Regions from separate parts of the Sus scrofa genome. Here regions 1, 3 and 4 are each linked to region 2. A link is a contact called in public Hi-C data. All regions are on one chromosome and are shown on one strand. Each heading gives the region's core, a stretch centred on a gene start, on an enhancer-like site or on the middle of the called end of the contact. The rest is flanking DNA. Distances are from core to core; before and after follow the strand shown.

Evidence for each region. Hi-C and Micro-C count contacts between places; a contact is called where the count stands out from the background.
Region 1: a contact with region 2 is called in a Hi-C map of retroperitoneal adipose tissue, with 2.3 times the contacts expected there. The contact joins the promoter of ZNF367 here to the promoter of PTCH1 in region 2. A contact is called at or near these places in 3 of 5 promoter capture datasets (fetal liver, fetal skeletal muscle and liver), 7 of 47 Hi-C or Micro-C datasets (embryonic fibroblasts, heart right ventricle, mesenteric adipose tissue and 3 more) and 1 of 2 datasets of contacts at active chromatin or transcription factors (alveolar macrophages).
Region 3: a contact with region 2 is called in a Hi-C map of heart right ventricle, with 4 times the contacts expected there. The contact joins the promoter of HABP4 here to the promoter of PTCH1 in region 2. A contact is called at or near these places in 2 of 47 Hi-C or Micro-C datasets (embryonic fibroblasts and heart right ventricle) and 1 of 2 datasets of contacts at active chromatin or transcription factors (skeletal muscle).
Region 4: a contact with region 2 is called in a Hi-C map of skeletal muscle, with 4 times the contacts expected there. The contact joins the promoter of C10H9orf3 here to the promoter of PTCH1 in region 2. A contact is called at or near these places in 1 of 47 Hi-C or Micro-C datasets (skeletal muscle) and 1 of 2 datasets of contacts at active chromatin or transcription factors (skeletal muscle).

The regions. Positions count from the first base shown.
Region 1 is chr10:25,706,197-25,709,154 of Sscrofa11.1, reverse strand. ZNF367 (zinc finger protein 367) reads right to left here and starts at 1,444. Exons shown (of 5, transcript XM_021064593.1): 1 at 650-1,444. The coding sequence starts at 1,057.
Region 2 is chr10:26,625,561-26,628,505 of Sscrofa11.1, reverse strand. PTCH1 (protein patched homolog 1) reads right to left here and starts at 1,341. Exons shown (of 24, transcript XM_013980137.2): 1 at 880-1,341. The coding sequence starts at 882.
Region 3 is chr10:25,634,572-25,637,430 of Sscrofa11.1, reverse strand. HABP4 (hyaluronan binding protein 4) reads left to right here and starts at 1,431. Exons shown (of 8, transcript NM_001244681.1): 1 at 1,431-1,885. The coding sequence starts at 1,522.
Region 4 is chr10:27,470,938-27,473,638 of Sscrofa11.1, reverse strand. C10H9orf3 (aminopeptidase O) reads left to right here and starts at 1,292. Exons shown (of 19, transcript XR_002336299.1): 1 at 1,292-1,396.

The DNA of each region.
Region 1 (2,958 bases), core at 195-2,694, 920 kb after region 2:
CCGGTAAGATTTCGAGCAATTCCAGGTCTGTGACAACAGCGTCCCATTCCACTGCGTGCTCTCAGAACCTAGCAAAGTTGTACGCTGGATGCATGAAACAACACAGCGAGGGCTCAATTCCCGCTGGGGAGGAATCCCCTAAATCCCCTCTTTTTCTTCGGCCATCTCAGCAAAGCATCTTTAGCAGGGTCGGGGTATCTGCGGTGATGAAGCAGAAACTGGGCAACCTGTCCCTTCCCTCACCCAGAGGAACAGTTCAAGGCCCGCGGCCCTTCTCTCCCACTTCCGCCAGAGCGGACCAAGCGGACTGCCGTACTACTGGCAGAGCCACTTGGCCGCGTTACTCCGCGACCCCAGGCCGCGCGCCAACCCAGTGCACCAGCGGACCAGTGGCTTCGGGTCTACTGGGCCTCCCCACCCCCTCTGGCCGGTGTCATGTGACTGAAGCCCCGCCCCCAGGAGCAATTTTTTGGCGCGCGGCAGTGACGTCAGCGTCCTGTCACCCGCCCCCGCCCCGCCGCCGCGGAGCAACCTCGCGTTTTAAACTCGGCCCCGCCCCACCCGCCGAGTCCGCGGGCGCTGCCGGCTGTCCGGCCGCGCCGTTAACGGGCCCTCGCCGCCCCGCGCCCCGCCAGCCGGTGCCGCTTACCTTGAGGTGGCCACTGTCCGGGCTGCTCGCTTCCTCCTCGTCCTCACCTCCCGAGGCGGCGGCGGCCGAGGGGGTGGGCAGGGGCGCGCCCCGGCCCCGAAGCCCCGAGTGCTCGGCGACCGCAGGCAGGGCAGCCGAGGCGGCGCCCCCGGCAGCCCCGGGGCTGAGCGTCACGTTGTGCGCGTTCTCACCCCAGCGCCACGGGTACACCATGAAGTCGCTGAAGCCAGGGCTGGTGGGGATGAGAGGCGGCGGCGGCTCCGGCTCCCCTCCGCCGCCGCATGTGGGCTTGATCGGGGTCGTCCTAATGACCGACACCAGCACCCGCTTCGGGGAGTCCTGGCAGAAGATGACGGGCGGCGGCTGCGGCGGGTTGTCCGCCATTGGCGCCTCCACACCCCGGATCATTGCCCGACCCGGATCCGCAGCCCCAGCGGCCGTGGGCCACACTCCCTGAGCTCGGGTCTGGCCCTTCGCTCCGCTAGCCCGCGCTGCTCCGAGTTGCCGGCTCTCAGTCCCGCCGGCTCATGGCAGGCGGACGTTTCCTGGAACCTTCCTGCGCCGCGGCCAACGAAAGAGCGGAACGGCTCGGTTGGCACCAGGCGGCCGGAGCTGGACCCCAACCCTGGGTCAGGCCGGTCCTCCGCTCTTCGTACCCCAACGCAGGCTGCAGCCGCGGGAAGCAGCAGGCGGCCCGCGTTGCGATGACAGGAAAGCAGGACGCGAGGCGCTGAGCCCCCGAAAATAACAACCTGCCGCCGGGGTCCCTGCTCCAGTTTTTCCCGCGTTACATTTCGCGCCTGGGCGGGGCCAATCACCGCGAAGCCTCTGCCCGCTGGTCGCGGCGGAGAGTGACAGGTCGCTCGAGCCAATGGCCGGGCCTGGACCCCTTTCCAGCCAGAGCGGGGTGGAGCCGGATCTGTGCGCGGGTCCTTTCTGCCACGCCATTGGTCGCCGCTCTTGTATTTTTTTTCTGCCAAAAGGGCCAACAAGCGTTCGAAGCTCCGCGGGAGCGCGCGACGTCTGAACTTGCCAGGACACACCCTCCAGGGTCCCGCCCCGCCAGTCCTCGGAGCGGGTCGTCGAGGTGGGAGGTGCGGGGCCATGGGCGGGGGCGGGCGTCAGGAGTGTTGCCGATTGGAGAGGTGTCGGCGAGGGGCGGAGACAGGGGCGGTCGTTGGCCCGCAGGGGCGCGCGTTCACCGGCCCCACCCGCTGGTGGCTGTTGGTCAGCGGTTCCCGCGCGGCTGGGAATTTAAAGGGCTGGGGCCCAGGCAGCCCGCCCCGCCCCCGGCTCCCGCCACCCGCTTCTGGGGCATCGAGGCCTTCCTCCTGCAATTTCTAGTGGACACCCAGAGGTGCCGACTTTCTTAATGGCTCCCGTCTGCCCAGCTCTTGGGCTCGCTGTGAATTGACCCTCTCCGCACCCTCGATTCGCCCCGAGGCTGAAGCGGTCATCGGTCCCAGCCTTCGGCTTCCCGGACCTCGGTTTCCCAACTGTGCAAAATGGGGTAGTTAGGGAAGTCGTCTCTGAGGTCCCCGAGTGCTGCTCGCCGCTCAGAGGGGACACGAACGCAGGCGTGTGTGTGTGTGTCCGTGGTCACCCCCGGCACAGATACCCGAAAGACCCCGAGGACTCCCCGTCCCCGCGCCGTGGTTCCTCACCCAGTCTGGGGCGCACCTTCATCCCCGAATCTGCAAGGGCGTGGAGATGTGAGTGCCCGGAGGACCTCACCCCACATTGAAAGGACCTTGAACAAGCCGGCGAATCCAGCTCTGACAGTCACCCACCGAGGGCCAGCGTGGGGCTCGGAAGCACAGCACAGCAGACGATGGGGCAAATGGCATGCCCAGCCTCACATTCACTAGAAATGTGAAAGAAGTGACTGTGCCTTGTTTTTTACTGTATTGCCAGGGCCTAGTCTGACACATGGCAGGCCTTCAATAAATATTTGTTGAATAAGTCAATGAATATCCAGTATTTAAGTGTTAGAATTGGTGATTAAGAGCAGAATATTTCTCTCTCGCTCTCCCCTTTCCCCCTTCCTCTCTACCCCTCTCTCCCTTCCCCCTCTTTATCAAATACACACACTCAGCTATGCCACAACTGTTTAAAAACAAACTTAACTTGTATAAACAAGTGTGCTTTTTTTCACGTTAAAAAAAAAAAGATGGAAAGGAATTCTCTTGTGGCGCAGGGGGTTAAGGATCCCGCGTTGTCACTGCAGCGGCTTGGGACGCTGCTGTGGCACCGGTGAGATCCCTGGCTCAGGAACTTCCACATGCCAGGGGCGTGGCAAAAAAAAAAAA
Region 2 (2,945 bases), core at 92-2,591:
CCCACCAATCTCAGGGCTTCCCTCAAGCCACACTTAGCCTTCCCAGCACTGGGCTAGCAGCCCATCTCCTTAGTGGTTGGCAGGCACCAGAATGCCCGATTCCGTGGATGCAAGAGTCAACACCCAGCTCTCTTCTACCCGTGGCCCCTTCCTGAACTCAGAAAAGCCCCTCTGGCCCCTTTTCCCACCCACAGCGGCGGGGAGGAGGATGTTCGCGCTTCGGGTTTTGATAAGGTGTTTCTCTCCTAACCTTGGGTGTCCCACTCAGGCGTCCCAGCCCGGGTGCCCAGAGCATCGGCTGTGGGCGCGAGAGCGTGCGCCCAACCCCTGGGGCAGATCTCCCCGAGCTCCCGGGAGACAGGAGAAGTGGCCCGGGTGCGCGCGCGCTCTCGGCCCGCACCCTCCCCCCGGCGCTGTCACTCTCCGCACCAGCCCTCCATCCCCAGCTCTGCCTTCGCTGGCAGTCAGTAGCCACCACCAGGCTGATGAGCGGAAGCCAAGGTGGCGACCCTTTCAAGCGTGAAAATGGGATCCCAGGCGACCCCCTCCGTGAGAATTCCCCTCGGAGCCGTTCCCCGGCCGGGCCCTCCGCAGCCAGCCCCCTCCCCACCCCGCGGGGCTGGCCTCGGGGGGCGGGGGCCCAGAGCGTGCGAGCGAGCGAACGAGCGAGCCTGGAGACGCTGGCCGGCGCCCCCTGCGCCCCGCCGGCGCAGCCCACCCAGCCCCGCGGCCCCGGCGCGCCACCCGCCCCGCCCGCTTGCCCGGCCGGCCGGCCCTCTGGCCGCCGCGCCGGGAGCCCAGGCCCCGCAACCCCGCGTCCCCGGGGCGCACGCCGCGCGAGAGCAAAGTGGCGGCGGCGGCCGCGCCGGCTGCACTCACCATAGCCGGCCGTCAAGCCCTGCTCGGAGCGTGGGTGCCGATGGCGCGGACGCTGCGCTTGGATTTCACATCAATTCCTTCCCCCCCGTGCCCCCCTTTCCTGGTCCTCCGCTCCTCCGTCTTCTCCCCGTCTTCCCTCGTCTCCCCCTAGCCTTGTCGCCGCGGGTCTCTTTGTCTTCGCTGTCGTCGTCTTTTTCTTCGTCTTCGTCTTCTCCTCCTCCTCCGTCTTTACAAAAGGAACGGAAAGTGTAAAAACCCCGGCGCGCTGGGCCGCCGGAGGCTTTCGGCGGAGTGCAGCGCGGACTCACAATTACAAGCCTGTTTCTATTAAGCAGTTCCATGGCCCTCGGCGTGGGTGGTCTGCCGCGCCATAGGCAGGACCTGTCAGGGTCACGTGACAGATCCGAAAACTTTACCCCTTTACAATAAACTCAAGGAAAGCAAAGTAAACTCGAGGAACGTGCTATCAGCACAGCCCTCCTGGGTAAACAGGCTCTCCCCTCCCCGCCCTCCTGGGAGGCGTCCCGCCGAGCGAGCTCTAGCGAGCCCCGGCCCCCCCCCCGCCCCCCGCGGCTCTGTCTGCTGGGGGCCGCGGGGCGGGGGGTCTCCGCTCCCCGCCTCGCCTTCCCCACCTAGGGCTTCCCCACCCTACGCACGTTATTTGCTAACACAAGCCTCTTGCCCCAACGCCTCCCCCCCCCGCCCCCCGGGGGGGGGTGTCTTGGGGGATCAGGGAAGCTTATTTCAGCATCCTTGGCACTCCGGGGAATGCGAGGTGCCCAGAGCGCCTCGGAAGGGCACCACTTTTCCTGTCCTCAGTTTTCAAAGCGCTTTCCCGTTTGCATTCCCACGGAAACGCCGGGAAGCTGGGAGCCTTCTGGTTGACAGGCCCACAGGCTGACAGGGAGGCAGAGAGCCGGGGAAGTCCCGCAGATAACAAGCGCCTCCCGGGGGACATGTTCACTGTACCAAGATGTATGCGGTGTCGTGAAGCTTCTGTCGGGGGGGCGGGGTGGGGAGAGAGGCCCTGGGAAGCTGCTACTTCTGAAGAGGCTAAGGTGGAGTTCCTTGGAAACCAAGATTGGTAGCTGGCTGAGGGATCACTAATTGATATTTGCTTTTTTTTTTTTTTTTCCTTCCAATTACTGTGGTTTTTGGGGTATGCCACCCAAACGCTCCCACCCACGCTGCCTTCCCAAACGAGGCCAGTTTGGGTGATTGGGCTAGACAGGAGCGCTGTGGGTCCGCGCAGAACCACTCTTAGCCTCTTACCCTAAATGGAAAGTCCTATTCAGGGGAGCCCCTGCTACAATGTTCAACATTTTATCTGCTCGAACCTGCAGGATAGACTGTTTCCCACACAGACTGCTGAAAGGTGCTATTTTAAAATTTACCCCCGTTTGGAAGAAAGATGAATTTCAGATACAGGGGGAAGGGGGAAGATAATTTATTGAAACTATCGAGAGTTTACTAGGGAGTTCCCCTTGTGGCTGAGTAGTTTGAACCCGACTAACATACATGAGGATGTGGGTTCCATCCCTGGCCTCACTCAGTGGGTTCAGGATCCGGTGTTACCTTGAGCTGTGGTGTAGGTTGCAGACCTGGCTGGGATCTAGTATTGCTGTGGCTGTGGTGTAGGCTGGCAGCTGCACCTCTGATTCGGCCCCTAGCCTAGGAACATCTATATGCCACAGGCCTGGCCCTAGGGAAGAAAAAAAAAAGTTAACTAGATGGTCTTCAAGGGAAGGAGCCTTTTTCTCACCTCATTCGGGGCTGACGGTGTGATTAGGTGTGTGTGTGTGTGTGTACACACACGTGGTTGGTTATTAAAACAAAACAGGAGTTCCCGTCTTGGCGCAGTATGGTTAACGAATCCGACTAGGAACCATGAGGTTGCGGGTTCAATCCCTGTCCTTGCTCAGTGGATTAAGGATCCGGCGTTGCCGTGAGCTGTGGTGTAGGTCGCAGATGCGGCTTGGATCCCACGTTGCTGTGGCTCTGGCGTAGGCTGGTGGCTACAGCTCCGATTCAACCCCTAGCCTGGGACCCTTCATATGCCGCGGGAG
Region 3 (2,859 bases), core at 182-2,681, 990 kb after region 2:
TTCTACATTTTAGCTATTGTGAGTAGTGCAACTATGAAGATCAGTTACAAGTTTTTGTTTGAACACCTGCTCCTCTTTTAGATTAAAAAAAAAAAATAGGCTTTTAATCATAAACCTCCACTGACTCCAAGAAGGAGAAGACCAGCTACCTTAAAATCTTCAGTCATTCAACAAATATTTCCTGAGAACCTACTGTACAGCTACCTAGAATGCTAAGCACTGGGGATATAAGTTGCAATGAATACGACAGACATCATCCCTGTCCTACTCCTTGTGAATGACAGAAAATTGAATAAGTGAGTAAAACACAGACCTGGCAGCAGTTTTAGGATTAAGAGTTCTTTTTCCATTTGCTATTAAAGGACAGCAAAAGCTGGTAATGACCCACCTAAGCAAGATGCTGTAGCAGAATGCTTTTGGATACAAGAAACAAGTATAACGAAGACTAGTTTAAACAATAATGGCATTTGCTGTCTTACAGAATAAGTCTGAGGCAGGTAGATTCCGGACCGTGGTTAAGTCAGCAGCAGCACATCATCAAGGAACAAGGTTTTCTCCATCATTCTGCTCTGCCACCCTCACTGTCACAATAAGGGCCAGCAACTCCAAGCATCATGTCCCCCTCACATAACATGGACCAAAAAACAGAAGTGGAAAGATGACAGATCCCTTCCCAACCCTTTTTAGGTACCAGAAAAATGTTCCTCCAAGAAATCCTCCGGAAGACTCACCCACGGTTTGTTCTGCCAGATTTGCACCACATGCCTATACCTCACCAGTCAGGCCCTCCCCTAACTCTGCAAACTGGTTCACTGAGTTTGAATGGGTTGTGCTTCACCCCAGCTCAAGATTCCAGGACTTGCCTTTGCTCCTGGCCCTTGTCATCCTTCAGATCTCAGCTTAACCATCATTTCCCAGGGAAAGTCTTTTCAGGCTTCTTAATTAGGTCAGGTCCCTTTGCTATAGGATCATAGAGAAGTATGGGCCTTTCTTTTAGAGCACTTTTCTGCCTATAGACTGTAAGATCCACGAAAACAAGGAGCTAATATCTCCTACAACATAATGTCTGGCACATATAGTGTCCACTGTGTAGTTGTTGAATGGCTCAACCAATATATAAACTTCAAAGAAGAGTGGCCGATGATGAATTCAGGGAGAACGCAAATAATGGCTAGGATCCACCCTCATAGCCCAGCTGCCTAGCTCCGCCCCTTGGGCCCCACCCCTCCCTGCCGAGTCGTGGGGCGGGGCATAGAGGTCGCATGACGTGACAGCAGCCAGTCGCTGATTGGGTTTCCAGTCGTGCCGGCTAGGAAAGGGGGCGTGTCCGCGTGCGCTGATTGGCTGTCTGGTAGCGGCTGGGCGGGCGGCGGCGGCGGCGCGGGGGCGGGCGCTGGGAGGGACGGGACTGGGCAGGGCAGGGAGGGCAGTAGCTGCGGGTAGGATGGGTCCTCGCCGCCGGCTTCGTTGAGACTTGCTCGCGTGGGCTGCCCTCGGCGGGCCCGCAGTGGCCGCGGCGGCATGAAGGGCGCTCTGGGGAGTCCTGTGGCCGCGGCCGCCGCAGGCGCCGTGATGCAGGAGAGTTTCGGCTGCGTAGTGGCCAACCGCTTCCACCAGCTGCTGGACGACGAGTCAGACCCGTTCGACATCCTGCGCGAGGCCGAGCGCCGGCGCCAGCAGCAGCTGCAGCGCAAGAGGCGCGACGAGGCGGCGGCGGCGGTGGCAGCGGGGACCGGCAACCGCGGTGGCAGGAGCCCGGCTGGGGCTTCGGGCCACAGACCCGGCGCGGGCGGCGGCCGGAGGGAGTCCCAGAAGGAGCGCAAGAGCCTCCCGGCCCCCGGCGCACAGCAGCCGGACAGCCCCGGGGGCGGCCCGCAGCCGCCTGGTACGTGCGCCCCGCCCGGCACCTGGGCGGCCCGTGGTGGGCGCGGTGGGCAGGAGGGAAAGGAGAATGGGGTCAAGGAGGTCACCCTTCCTCAGCTCCCTCACGATCCCCCGCTGCGAGACTGGGGTCCCTGGAACCTGTTCAGAAAGAGCAAGGGGCTCTGGAAAGAGTTGGCTGGAGTTGAGGGTCCTTGTGGCCCAGGAAGGTGGGGGAAAGGACGGGAATCGGGGGTGTCACGCCACTTCTGGCCTTTTTTAGTCCCTTCTGGGGGCAAGGGAGAGTGCAAGCTTGGAATAGGGGGTTTCAAAACCCTGCGGCTGAGCCTTTACAAGTTGGCCAAAGTTGAGGACTATTTCTGGGGTTGAGGTGTAGGGGCGAACACTGGGGTCGCTGCCCTGGGGCTCTCAAATATAGAACTAGCCGGGACCTTCTCCATCCTCCAGCCTAACCTCTGCAAGATTCTCATCGGGAGGTAGAAAGAAAAGGGTGGTGGGAAGGGGAGAGGAGCGCCCCTCTTAAGGAGGATGGAGAAGGGCGCAACCCGGCCCTTTGGGAGTGGCTGCGAGAGCCCGGGACGTGTGAAGGATCTCCGGGGTGAGGGGCTGGATCCTCTGTGATGGAGGGAAGGCCCGAGTGACCGCGGGGGCGGGCTGTGACGTCAGGGCCGCCAGCGGAATGCGGCGGGGGTGGCCGCGGGGTCCCCGGCGCCTTCCAAGTTCTGTGCCTTCACCCATCCTTCTTAGGATAGCTTCCAGCAGTCGTCCGGTACGTTTTCAAGGCAGCAAGCAGTGTTGATGGGTTGTGTAACTTGTGATTAACTCTGACTGCCTTAAGAAGAGCGTTTTTAATTTTTTCAACACGAATATTCAAAGTTCCCCACAACCTGCTTAGCCAGAACGGCCAGTGCAATGGTATACTACTGTCTGCATTCAGGGATGGTGGGTGCCCAAGTGTCCTTTCTCACCTGAACTGCA
Region 4 (2,701 bases), core at 43-2,542, 850 kb before region 2:
TGCTGAGCTCATTTTTCATTCTTCCAGGGGAAGCCTAGCCTACTTCCTCACTTTTGCAAGGGCACCACCACATTCTGTCCCCTCCCCGGTAGTTTTTGAACCTGTTGCTCCTTCTCTTGGTTGCTCTTACTACAGATCTTCAGAGCTAGCTTCTTCCCTTCTCAGTTCAAGGAGCCTCTTCATAGGGCACTTCCTTGTGATCCTTCCTTTAGTTTCTAAATAATTCACATCAACTTTTTGGTTTTTCAGTGCATATGGAAGTTATGTTTACACCATACTGTAGTCTGTTAAGCGTGCAATAGCATTATCTCAAAAAAAACCTTAATTAAAAATAGTTTGTTGCTAAAAAAGCTAACTATTATTACTAGTAGTCTTTTTTTTTTTTTTTTTTTTTTTTTTGTCTTTTTGCCTTTTTCTGGGGTCGCACCTGCGGCAGATGGAGGTTCCCAGGCCAGGGGTCTAATTGGAGATGTAGCCGCCAGCTTAGGCCAGAGCCACAGCAACACGGATCTGAGCCGAGTCTGCAACCTACACCACAGCTCAGGGCAACGCCGGATCCTTAACCCACTGAGCAAGGCCAGGGATCGAACCCGCAACCTCATGGTTCCTAGTTGGATTCGTTAACTACTGAGCCATGACGGGAACTCCACAAGTAGTATTTTTAAACAAATGGCTGCATTTGTGGCACATGGACGTTCGGAGCCAGAGGTTGAGCCACAGCCAATGCAGAAGCAACGCCATGTAGTTATGCTGTGAGCCACAAGGGAAGTCCCTAACCATTACTTGACAATGGCAGAGTTGCCACAAACCTTCAGTTTGCTAAAACTGCAATACCTGTAAAGTGAAACAAAGTGAAGTGCAATAAAACAAGGTATGTCTAAAATATCTTTGTTGAGTTATTCAATGTTTGCTTTCTCAACAAAATGGTAATGTCCATGAAGTTAGAATAGCGTCTATTTCGTCATCGCTGTACCCCAGATTCTATCTATGACAGTGCTTGCCTGGGACACAGTAGGACTTTAATATTGTGGTGGAACGAACAAGTATGTAGACAGATATACAAAAGGCATAGCAAAATAAAGAATAAAAAGTCCATGTCTGCATTTCAATAACATTTTTTTTTTCTTAAGTGCCTATAAGGTTTTGCAATTGGGAATAGCTGGGTAAGAGGGAATCCCTGCAAAACCCAAACTAATTTCTCTTTCGCTCCTTCCTAAACCAGAGGGAGCTCCGCGCCTGCGCAGACCTCCACTCCCCCCGCCTCTTCCCAAGGGGGCGGGGTCAGGCCTGCTCCAGCCCAGGCGCGCGAGGATGACGTCACTCGGCGCGTGCCCGGGTAGCCCGTGGTAACACCTAATCAGCGGAAGTGGAGACCCGTGGCAGGCGGCTGAGACAGGTAACCTATGTGCTCCCTGTTGGGTCCCTGCCTGTCTCTCCTGCGGCACTGAGATGGTGGCGGGGTCGGCAGCGTCCCACCTTGAAGGTGACCGGGAGCCCGCCCCTACCTTCATCTTTCTTGAACAGCGGGGTCCCCATTCCTCTCAGTCCTCCAAACTCCTGAGGCTGAACCCGGTCTGGGGACTGGGCTGAGCGGGCTCCTCTTCTCCGCCTCCTCCCTCGGCGTTGCTGTGGGCTCTGAAGGGCCTCTCCTTGGTGGCTCAGACCTTTTCTCAGACTGAAGTTGCCTCCTCCTTCCTCTCTTACCTCCAGGCCCACCTCACCTGCTTCTTTCCGCTCCTAGCCCCACGGTGCTAATCTCCAGTCTTGTTTAAGGAGACAGAAATTTCCTCTTCTGTCCTTTTTCTCTTGCAGTGATACCTAGCTACCTCCCCTCCTGCCTGAGAATCCGTACTGAGAGCTCCAAGTTTTGAGTTGAGTTCTTGTGTTCCTAAGGAGCATTCGTTCTCCATCAGTGTGGAGTTTTGCTTATTAAGTAAGGCATGTATTTATTGGCTGAGGGGGTGGTGCAATAATGTGAACAGTTATTGTGATAATAGATGGTTCACATGGCATCCAGTTAACTGTTGAGATAGATAAAACATTTATAGCCTTTCCTTAAAACGCTGCTGTCCCCGTATTTCTTTTTGGTTTTCAAGTAATGATGCTTAATCAATTATCCTTGCAAGGGTAGCCTTCAAAATAAATAAGCAGCAGAACCCTATTGAAAATGTTTTGACCGCCAACAATTAATAAGTTTCGTATTATTGATAAAGGACTATGGGTTATTACAAAACCAACCAGAACAGATGTGGGAGGAGACACAGGATTCTGATATTTTTTTATCTCATAGATGCTTTGGTTTTATATTTTCTTGTATTTTTAGTACATCCCATTTTTGCATAGAGCATATGGTACTTATTCTAATTCTGAGAAGCCCGTGAATGACTTGACAGTTGGTAAGATTAGGCTCTTATATTTGGGGGACAAGGTAGAAAAGATCGGAGAATAATAGTAGTCATTCATTATTGGCCAGCAGCTATATTCCGGGAACTCTTTTCCACACTTTGCAGGTGTTTCTTCCTTAGCTTACACAAGAACCTGGTGAGTTAGGAATTAGTATCTTCAGTTTATAGAGAAGGAACTTTGGTTCAGTTTTAGTTTAACTTTCCAAAAGTTCATAGTAACTATACAGTGTAGACAAGCTTGATTACAGATCTAAGTATGGCTTGAAAGCCTGTACTTTTTAAATAACTCTACCATG